Regions from separate parts of the Ovis aries genome. Here all the other regions are linked to region 3. The links are chromatin contacts, called in public Hi-C maps. All regions are on one chromosome and are shown on one strand. Each heading gives the region's core, a stretch centred on a gene start, on an enhancer-like site or on the middle of the called end of the contact. The rest is flanking DNA. Distances are from core to core; before and after follow the strand shown. Region 1 holds the start of SIN3A (SIN3 transcription regulator family member A). Region 2 holds the start of MAN2C1 (mannosidase alpha class 2C member 1). Region 3 holds the start of IMP3 (IMP U3 small nucleolar ribonucleoprotein 3).

Region 1 (3,468 bases), core at 553-3,052, 130 kb before region 3:
TCCAAGCCCGGGACTTCCGGGCGGGAGGACTGTTCGAAGGAGCAAGGCGCGCCTTACACATGTGCTGAGCGCGCACACACGCTAGGGTAGGGGGCGGGGAACAGGGGTGGACTTCCCTCTCCAAGCTCGCTCCCCCGTAGGGGGCGGGACTATCCACCTCACCAATCAGAAGTAGGGGCGGACCCTTGCGCCTCACGTAAGCCGCAGGAATCCTCCCTCCGCCCTTCACGGAAAAAAATCCTAGCAACTTAAACTCCAGCCCGGCCTCCGATAGGCGGAGCTGGGAAGAATGTCATCCAATCAACAACCGAGCAGGAAAAAAGGGAGCCTCGCCCAGCCAGTGGAAAACAAGAGAAGGCGGGCACTCTGAAGAAGCCCGAGACGGGTGGAAGAGAGGAGGGAAGGCCCCGCCCCTCAGCTCGCCTCCAGGCCGGTTGCACAAGCCGTCGCCGGAGTATAGTAAACAGGCTAGGCCAAGGAGTGGAAGCTGGGGTAGTCTGGCGCTCCAAGGGCCGGGCCCCTGCGCCTCCTCTCCTGGCGTCGCCCCGCCCGACCTCCGCGGTTCGCGCCGGCGCCCCGCCCCCCAGCCCGCGGCCGCCATCCCGACTGACAGGCGCGCCTCCCGCGCCCCTCCCGCCCGCTGATGCATTTCCTTTTCCCGATTTCGAGCGTGGAGACTGTTTGCCCAGTTTCCGACCTTCACTGCCCCTTTCAGGCTACCCCCTCGTGGGCGCGCTCACTCGCCGGTGCCCCCGCCCCCGCCCCTTCCGCGGGCGAGCAGCACGGCAGGGGGAGGGGAAAGGAGCCGCCGTCGCCGCCTTGGGGTGGGCGGGGAAGGAGGCAGCTCCATGTTTGCAAAGGGATCAGCTGGGGCTGCGGGTCGAAGCCGCCGAGTTCCTGGAGGTTTTCCACACCCCCGGGCCGGGTTCCGGCGCCGAACGCTAGCTCTCCTGCCACGGCCCGGGAGTTCGGAGAGCTCAGACCGGCGCATGGGTCTACTGCCGAGGCGCTGGGGCTCTTTCCGGTGGCCTCCCCCGCCCCCGACCGCCCCTCCCGCAAGTCCGGCGTTGCCCCCGCCCCCAGAGTCCATAACAACCGCGGGCCCAAGGAGCCCGCGCCTCTTCTGAGCGCGCCCACCGCCCCCTCCGACAAGTTTGCGGACAGAAACAAAACCCTTGGGCGGCTGCCGCCCTCGCCCAGCGTGGTTAGCGGGGAAAGCTGCGGGCCTGGGCTCGCTCGCTAACTCCAGCTCTCGACCAACTCCGGGCGGTTTGGTGGGCCCGGCCGGCTGAGCTCAGGCCGCCGCCCCCTGCCGAGCCCGCGCGCCGCATCTCGGGCCCGGTTCCAGTCGGTGTACGGAATCTCCCCTTTTTTCTTCTTTACAATAATTTTTAAAGGCATTCCAGCAGGGCGAGGGATCTCCTCCTGCCGGCCCCTTACCCAGCCCGCCGCCGAAACCTACCGAAACCGACCGCTCGGTGAAATAAACTAGGCAGCACGGCCGGCACACTGGAGACCCCGGGTCGGGCCGACCCCCTCCCCGCGGATCTGGCCCGGCTTGGAAACACACTGGCGAGCGGGCGGCGCCAAGAGCTCTCCTTCCTGGCCTGCCCCTCGCCTCCCTCGGCCGCCGGACTCCAAGCCTCCCCTAGCTCCGTCCCAGGGCCCGCGGCGCCTGCACCATGGCTGACTGGTCAAAGGGACCGGCCGGCAAACAAGCCCCCCAAACGCCCGAGATTGGGGAGACCAAATTAAAAGCAGCTGTTTAACATACCTTCCGAGCCAGGCGAGGAGTCCTGAATGGGGGGGAACGCCCCCCACGGGCCATTGGCTCCCTGGTGCTCGCGTCAGTCATCCTGGGCCCGCCTCCTCCCCTTGCTCCACCTCTTCCCCTTCATTGAACGCCCCCTCCCTCCAAAAAATAGAAATAAATTAATTAAACTAGCTGTGAGTGGGAGGTGCAACCATGGCAGAGGGCCCCATCTCTACCGCACCGCCGCTTGGAGTTACTTGAGGCCCTTGGACTGGAAGGAGACCTCCTGGGACTCGGAGATTCGCTGGGTGAACCTGGAGGAGGAGCTATTGAGGCTACCCGGCCCCCATATCCTTCTTACACACACCCCATTTGGAACTGGGCAGAGAGAGCGGGTGAGGATACCCTAGCGACTGACTGGAATGTCCCGACTCCCCTGGCTGTGTAACCTAACCGTGTCCGGCGCCTGCCTAAAAACTGAGCGGTGTAAGCGGGAAGTCCTGCCTTCGGGGTAACAGGCACTTGCCTGAGCACCTACAGGGGTGAGGCAGACACATTCACACCGCACCTGCTGCTTTTTGCCATTACAGAAACTGAATGAGATGCTCACTCTGTGTCCTCTTAGGGCTTCAGACCTAGCTGAAGAGAGGATACAGAAAGAGCTAAGGCAATTTGGAAATGTATATAGAGACACCTCCAGAGGCTCAGAGCAGGGAGAGTCTTCTAGCTGAGGAAAACTGGGTGAAGACTTCATGGAGGAGGTGGCACTCACGCAGAAACGGAGGGGCAATTAACTCATTTTCAGCAAAGCACACAAAATGATAAATGCAAAGCAGTATTAAAAGCTTCTTCAAGTGTGGCTATAGTAACGAAAACCAGAGTTGGAAAGATGGAGTCAGAGAGCAAAGACTTTTCTACCTTGTTAAAATACTTAGACTTGTATAGCAGAATGTACAAGCAGCATGCTGGGTCACAGGACCACAGGCCCAGAACTACCATTTAAGATGCTCAACATCCCAGCAGCTGGATGAATTCTGAGGGTGGGCTGAAAGAAGGGTGACTGCAAGTGGCAAGGGGAGGCAGAAAGGCTTGTAATGACTGGTTTGAAGACTACAGAGGTACATCTTCTGGTGGGAGGGGTAGGTGGAGGGAGCCAAGATGTTTCTTGTCTCTCCTGGTCCCCCAATCCAGAAACCCTTCCTACTTTCAGCAGCCCTAAAGTCAAAATTCGGACTCAGATGCTTCCCTGGATCATTTGTAATTTTTTTTTTTTTTTTTTTTGCAGGGGGATGGTGAGGCTATGCCACATGTCTGTGCTCAACAGAGCTGACCCTGGGGCCAGGTTACACAGTGAATGAGCAAGAAAGACCAGTTGAGATATTCAGGAAAGGAAGCTAGTGTGGATAAGGTGAGGTGTCAGAATGCGAAGGGCCTTTAAATCCTGTGGCAGAATAGGGCAGCCTGCTGCCAGTTAGGCTATCCCAACAATTCAGGTGAGATGTAAGGAAGATTTGACTAGGGCACTGGCAATGGGTAAGCAGGAATAAAAATGGGGAGATGTGTTTGAGAAAGCTTCAAGAGGACTGGGTGACTGATCATTGTGGGTTATGGAGGGAAAGTTGTCAGTGGCTGGTGTGTGAAGAGGTAGGAGAGCTTGAAGCTAGTGCTTTGGCCATCTGGGTAGTAAGAACAGTGATTTAGCAGTATATCCTTAG
Region 2 (3,227 bases), core at 474-2,973, 200 kb before region 3:
CTGTTTCAAAGTCCTCCTCCCCAGCTTCCATAAGCATCTATTACATATAATAAAAACTAGTTTATTAAAAATTAAAAATAAAAAGTGATATAGTCTCCAAAGCCACTAGTCTGGCACCTAGCACCTAGTAAAGGCTTAATAAGTCCATCTGCTGTACATATTATTGTATTTGATTAGTAACTAGTTTCATTCCAGTTTGGGAGGATGACCAGTCAGTGGCAGAGTTGGCTTCGCATTACTTATGTTGAGACCTTAAGTGATCCACTTAAATATAAGAAGGAACAATTACACAAGGGCCTAAGCAAAAACTCATCCAGTCCTGAAATCCTGATACCACCCTGCAGGCATAGCCACTCAGCTGTGGCTTCACCAGAGACCAGGGCTGAAATGTGGCCATACCCGACCCAGGGCAGGGCTCCTCACCTGGACAGGTTCCCCATCACGCCACACCAGGCCTTCTCCATCACTTTCCCAGCGAAGATGAACTTCCTGACCTACCCATGCCTCTGGGATGGTCAGCTCTACACGGAACCAACAGGTCCACCATCTGCAATAGAACCACTAAGATGAGCCTAGGGGTCAAAGCCTTGTCCTTTCAACATACTTCCTATGATTAAGGTCATCAAGGGCTTGAGACTTTCTGCCAGAATCTGCAGTACCACAAGGTATTCAGCTTTGATCTACAAGAAAGAAGCAATGGGGTGTGCAGCAAGGTGAGGGAAGGAGGCAGAGAATCAGGGGTCTGTGATCTGTCCTAGAGGGCCCTTCCTAAGAGATGTCACCGAACTGGGAGAAGTGAAGTGGAAGTTGCTCAGTCGTGTCCGACTCTTTGTGACCCCATAGACTGTAGCCCGCCAGGCTCCTCTGTCCGTGGAATTCTCCAGGCAAGAATACTGGAGTGGGTTGCCGTTCCCTTCTCTAGGGGATCTTCCCAACCCAGGGATCGAACCCAAGTCTCTCGCACTGCGGACGGATTCTTTACCAACTGAGCCACCAGGAGGGAAGCCCGTGGGGAGAAGTGGGGAAGAGAAAATTCTTCCATGAAGGCTTGAGGAACCAGCAGAGGGTGCTGCTCTGCCCCAAGTGACTGTCTAGGGCAGAGAGCCGACAATGGAGACTTTTAGGGGAGGCAAGCAAGCTGGGAGGTGGGGCCCAGGAACTCCGCCCTCTCTCTGGAGCGTTACCCACGTGGGTCCGAAGCTGTCGCCGACCTGCGCGGGGCGGAAGTCCTGCTGGACTGCCTCCTGGTAGGGAAGTCTTTCGGGCGTCAAGAAGCTGGAGAGCTCGGCCACTGGGCAGCTGTCTCCAAAGAGCCTGGGCGGGAGGGGCAGGTGGGCGCGCGCTCGTGGGCCCGCCGGCGGGTGGGGATGCGCGTTCCCTCCATCCACCGCCGGGAGGGCTGCCCCACGACACAGTCTCTCCCCACTCCCTCCTCCTGGGCCCCAGCACTATCTGAGGCGGATACTTTGTCCCTCGGCCCATGTGGCCGAAGCTTGGGTTTCCCCCAGAAGGGGAGGCTAGAGACTCGTGGATGCGGCTGGCGGGTGCCCTGGGCGAGGGGGCCACACCTGCCGCGGAGATTACAATCGGTAAAGTAGAGCGGCGACACGAATTTCTCCACTCGCTCCAGCGTAGTGCGCCAGTGCTTCAGGGCCGGCGCCGCCGCCGCCATCGCCGCGCGTTCGCTCCTCTCTCCTCTCCCCGGAAGGCCCCAGGCGCTGCCGGCGCGGTCCACGGCCTGGAACCAAAGGTTCCGGCGCCTCAAAGGCGCCTTCCACGCCCGGGCAGCTTTCCATGGAACACCAGCGGCTCAGTGAAGCCCCGCTGCTCCGAAGTTTGAGCAGCGAGCTGAAAGCTAAAAGCTAAAAGCTGCGCTTCTGAGGCTTTAGTCTTATCTCGGTCCGAGCTGGTCGCCACTGGGCAAATCCTTAAGTAAAATAGGAAGTCTGACGCTTTGATTCTGAGAAAAGCCTAGTACAGAGACAGACCGAAGGCACGACTGGTGGGAGCTTCGGTTGCTGCAGATGCAGGTCACCTAATCTCAGAAGCTACAAGCGGAACCTCCTTGCCTATGGTCCTTGTGTCTGCATAAGGTGGCGCCAGGGACCGATGCTTTCAAGCCATTCGGCGGACGTGTGTTAAATAGAGAGTGCTTTATACCCCAGTAACCTCAGGTTCCTCTACTACGTGTTCTATTTTATGTATATGGCTAATTGCTGCCCATCGCCAGAAACTTAAGACTTTGAGATGGCAGATCAGACATAGAATTCATGAGCCTAACAGAATAATGCATTTCTCTACAGGGACTGATGAGTTCAGAGAAGCCATAATACCAGAATTTTCATAATACCTCCAATTTCACCCTCATGTTACTCTGGTGGCTTATTGGCGGCTTTCCCCCACCTCCCTCCTGGGAATGGGATGAAATCTTCCTCTATAAAATCATTAGGAAGAAAAGTATATACACAACATGACCGACCCCTGATATTTTAATAGAAATACTGACCAAGTTTACAACACTTCAAATGCAGATCATAGGGAAAGGTGACTTAAGTACAGAATACCAAACATGACTTAAAATATAACTTGCTGCTGTAAGACAGGCTGAGCTGAGCTTGGAGCTCAGATGTCAGAAGGCAGGAGACATAAAACTGCTGTTTGTAAATCCTGGCTGTAGGTGAAGCTCCGTTTTGGTTGCACTAGTAGGATTGGTCCTGAAACCCTATCCTGACCTGCAGGCAGCTGCTCTGGACATAACCCTCTGCAGACACAGCAATAGCTGGGGCTGCCTGGGTCAGGTTCAATCAGTTCCCCCTATTAACTCCAAGTCAACACGATCTTTCTTAAGCAAGCAGATGGGGGTGGGCTGAGTTACCGGCAGAAAACCTGAAGATCCTACCCAACCCATCAGTATCACTCCACCTTCCAAGTGAGGCAGTGCTGCAGCTTCACCAGAATCTCCCACAAGCCTTTCCTGCCACCTCACACATGTGAGCTGAGTCTCCTATAGTTGCCCATTCCTCCACTGCCCCCAACAAAAAAGTCTAAAAATCAGATAAGCTTACCATTCATAAGGAAAGTCCAGAGCAAAAAAAAAAATGTGGTTTTGTGGTGGTGATATTAGGGATTTTTAATTAAAAAGCAAACAAAACCACACAGGAACACTGTTGTTTACTTTGACTACAGTAATGGTTGCTGGAGAAAAATTCACCAAAGTCCTGGGAGGG
Region 3 (3,448 bases), core at 797-3,296:
CCACCACCTATTGGCTATGCAATCTGGGGTAGTTTGACCCATCTCTGCCTCAGTTCCCTTATTTGAAAAGTAAAGAACTGGGCTCCCCACATCATTGAATTGTTGGATTAAATGGATTAAGATATGTAATGCACGAAGTGTCTGACATACAGTAGAAGCATTTGCTATTATTGTCATCTCCAGTGTCACCTCCTCTTGTTTCTTCACCAAATGTTGCCTTACACCTGGTGAGATGGAGATGGTACAGGTAAAAGCAACCCACTGGTCTTGGCATTCTGTTATTTCCCTTGTAGTGGTAATGAGTAAATTCAGTAGTCTTCCTTCCAGTGAGCTGGCTGCATTAGAACAGATCCTCTCCCTTCATGTTCTTCCATTGTCATCAGGCTAGGCTCCCTGACTCCCAATCCATCCTTTGTGTCCCTCAATAAAACCCACTCTAACTGGGCAACTAACCTTTCTCTAAATTAAAGGCTGGGCAGGTAGTGATGGTGGGCAGTGATGGGTAATAGCTGTGCAGCTGCTGCTCTGGGCAGGCAGCCCTGGAGCCTCCCGAGGGCTCCACTCCTAAGAACTTTCCAAGACCCTCCTGGGCTACTTCTAACCGCTAGATAAGCTACAGGGTGATTATTTCCTTAGGCAAGCAAACACTTCAGCCCTCTAATATGGTATTTCCTGAGGCTGGAATAGCAACAGGAAGTCCTGTGGGGAAGAGTTCTGCCAAAACACTCATTCTGAGGAAGGGATCAGTAAACTGACAAATCTGGTCAGCCCTGTACAACATCCTGCAACCTCCACACGTGGAACCCAGGGCAGGTCTCACCCACAAGCAGCTCGCTGCCGTCACTATTCTTCTGTGGGTTCCTGAATTCAGAGAGACCTATACATGCGACCCTACGTGACAAACCCAGACAAAAATTTGCACTTAAAAAGCAGTTAGGCCATTTATTGGCATCAGGAGAGCATTTCTTTAAACAAGAGAAAGAACTCTGAACACTAAAATCTCATCTATTTTATGAAAACTTGAGACCAACCTCTACGACATCTGTACACAGTTTAATCACGAACAAGAGCAAGGATTCGAGTTAAATAAATTAAACCACACTGTCCTGTTACAAGAAAATGAAACGAAAGCTGGGGGCGGGGATAGGTCCTCCCCAATCCCAAGTCCTTGCATTCACACCGCAATATTTCAGGTACAAGAACAAAACAAGTCCCCAGTGCAGTACAAAACCGCTTCCCATTGTTTCTTATGGCAGTCACTGAATTACCAATTGTCCGAAAGCTAAGAAAATTTCGTGGAAAAGGGCGTACCCTTTGGCTCCATGCGTGTCCTGTAGCTGAGGAGGCAAGTTCTTAAGAACCGACGACTGGCTGATACACTCTTGGGGAGATGCGCCTTCACAGACTCTCAGGCTTGTGTCTCAGCTTCCCCATGCAGTCCTGGCGAGGGGAGTCCGCTAGGCGTCCAAATCGAAGTCGTCACGCTCCTCATTGTACTCCAGCACGTGCCGCTTGATCTTGGACGAGTCAACCCAGGTGACAAAGTCCTCCATGCTTCGCGTGACAAGGAAGGCGGGGTCGGTGACCACGTCGGGGCCCACGCGCACGTGGCCCTGCTCCACGAATGCCACGGCGGCCTGGAGGTGCTGCGCCATGCGCAGCTTAAGCAGCACAGTGGGCAGGCGGCGGCGGCAAAAGGACGAGGCCGTGACGAAATCGCAGAGCTCCAGCGATCCCCGCGTGGGCACTAGGCCGAGAGCATACAGCTTATCCAGCAGCGCGGCCGAGGAGCGCACGCGAAACGGGTCGCGCTCCGGCAGATCGCGCAGACGCCGGGCCAACTCGCGCACAGCACGGCTCAGCTGGTTGTAGCGCGTATAGTCCTCGCGCCGCTGCAGCCGATAACGCCGCAACACGCGTAGCTCATGCAGGTTGTGATCTGTGACCTCCCAGTTCAGGAAGTCCACCTGCTTGAGCAGCTTCTGCTCGTGAAACTTAAGCTTCCGCACCATGATGGCGGCTCAAACGTTGCCGGACCGGAGGTTCAGCGCGCATTCCGGCTGCAGCGCGACTTCCGCTTCAGTGCTGCTAGACCCGGCCGTCTTTGGGACCCTGCGCCAATGAAAGGAAGACTCAGGGCCAGGCCTCCCATTTCCATTGGTCAGGGTGAGGCCACGCCCCGTGTTCGTATCTCGCGTTTCTTCTCCGCGTTCTCTGAGGGAGGCGGAGGGAAGAAACGCCTGGAGAGGCCTGGGATGGGAGGGGAGGCTTCCTAGGCGACTCTGCGCTGTTTTAAGTTACCTAGTGCCGTAATTATTTCCTCTCGTTTAGGTTTCTGTCATTCAGGGCCTCTCTGGAGAGCCTCTTCCAGAAGAGCTAAAGAGGATAGTTCCGGGAAAGAGGGGTGACCGCCGCGCTAATATGGATATACTGTGCTAACTGACCTTGGCGGGGGTTGGGGTGGGGAGGGGCTGTCCTCCCACCGTGTTGGGGCTTCTCAGAGCTGACTGGAGCTGATCGGATATCCCCACGGCCTACTAGCCGCAAGTCTATTAACGAGGCGGGCGGAGCTTTTTCACCCTACCAATTAGGGCTTGAAGCCACTGAACCTATCAGTACTGCTTCCCAGGCTACCTCTGCACGCCCAGAATCAGGATCTACCCAGGAGTCACTTGAAAATCTGTATTGTTAACAAGAATGTCAGGTGATTCATAAAATCCAGTAAATTTGAAAAACTTGGATAGTACAAATCCTGCCTCTTTAATCTGGGCTGAAAAGAATTAGCCTGACAGGTTGGATTTCTGGAGTATTTAGTGAACGGACAACACTTTTTCTGCAAATTGTATCTGTTTCAGTTTAGTGTAGCGCTAACAGGACTAACTTCTTTATTTACCCAAGACTTTGACGCCACCTAGCTTCTTTGCCTGTAATTTTATTTTTGTACGCTTTTCATTGTTTTTTAAAGATACAATATTTAATATGGGCGATACTATATGTAACATATGTGAGATACAAGAATATTTGTGGACCCAACAGCCAGTTTAAGAAAGCATCACCAGGACCTATTCAACCACTCTCCCAGTCAGAGGTAAAAATATCTGCTCTCCTGAATTTAGTGTTTATCTTTGCCTTTTGTTTAAAAAGAAAACAGTTTTATCATTTTATGCATCCCTAAGTATACTGAGAATTTTCTTACTTGAAGCATAGCCCATGGAACAGCAGAGAGCTGTTGAAAATGCAGAATTTCAGACCCCATTCCGGACTTACAGGATCAGAATCTTCATTTAACCAGATCCCCAGCTAATTTGCGTGCATGATATTTGAGAAGTGTTGCTTAGATGATATCACATATGGAATTTTTTAATATATAGCTGCAGTTGCTTTTAAAAAACTGCTGCATTATATTCCATTGTTTTGTTGTTATTCACTTGCTCAGTTGTGTCCGACT

Evidence for each region. A called contact is a pair of places that touch in the nucleus more often than the background predicts.
Region 1: a Hi-C map of hypothalamus shows a contact between it and region 3, with 4 times the contacts expected there. The contact joins the promoter of SIN3A here to the promoter of IMP3 in region 3. A contact is called at or near these places in 8 of 16 Hi-C or Micro-C datasets (blood, hypothalamus, liver and 3 more).
Region 2: a contact with region 3 is called in a Hi-C map of tail adipose tissue, with 5 times the contacts expected there. The contact joins the promoter of MAN2C1 here to the promoter of IMP3 in region 3. A contact is called at or near these places in 9 of 16 Hi-C or Micro-C datasets (blood, hypothalamus, liver and 4 more).

What each region holds. Positions count from the first base shown.
Region 1 is chr18:31,037,588-31,041,055 of ARS-UI_Ramb_v3.0, reverse strand. It overlaps SIN3A (SIN3 transcription regulator family member A), which reads right to left and starts at 1,802. Exons shown (of 21, transcript XM_060401414.1): 1 at 1,463-1,802. It overlaps LOC121817102 (a long non-coding RNA gene), which reads left to right. Exons shown (of 2, transcript XR_006056854.2): 2 at 3,039-3,468.
Region 2 is chr18:31,105,764-31,108,990 of ARS-UI_Ramb_v3.0, reverse strand. MAN2C1 (mannosidase alpha class 2C member 1) reads right to left here and starts at 1,723. Exons shown (of 25, transcript XM_042235211.2): 1 at 1,569-1,723; 2 at 1,189-1,314; 3 at 424-547. The coding sequence starts at 1,672.
Region 3 is chr18:30,907,096-30,910,543 of ARS-UI_Ramb_v3.0, reverse strand. It overlaps IMP3 (IMP U3 small nucleolar ribonucleoprotein 3), which reads right to left and starts at 2,046. Exons shown (of 1, transcript XM_042235209.1): 1 at 916-2,046. The coding sequence starts at 2,012. The coding sequence ends at 1,458. The region is part of intron 1 of SNUPN (snurportin 1); the gene reads right to left.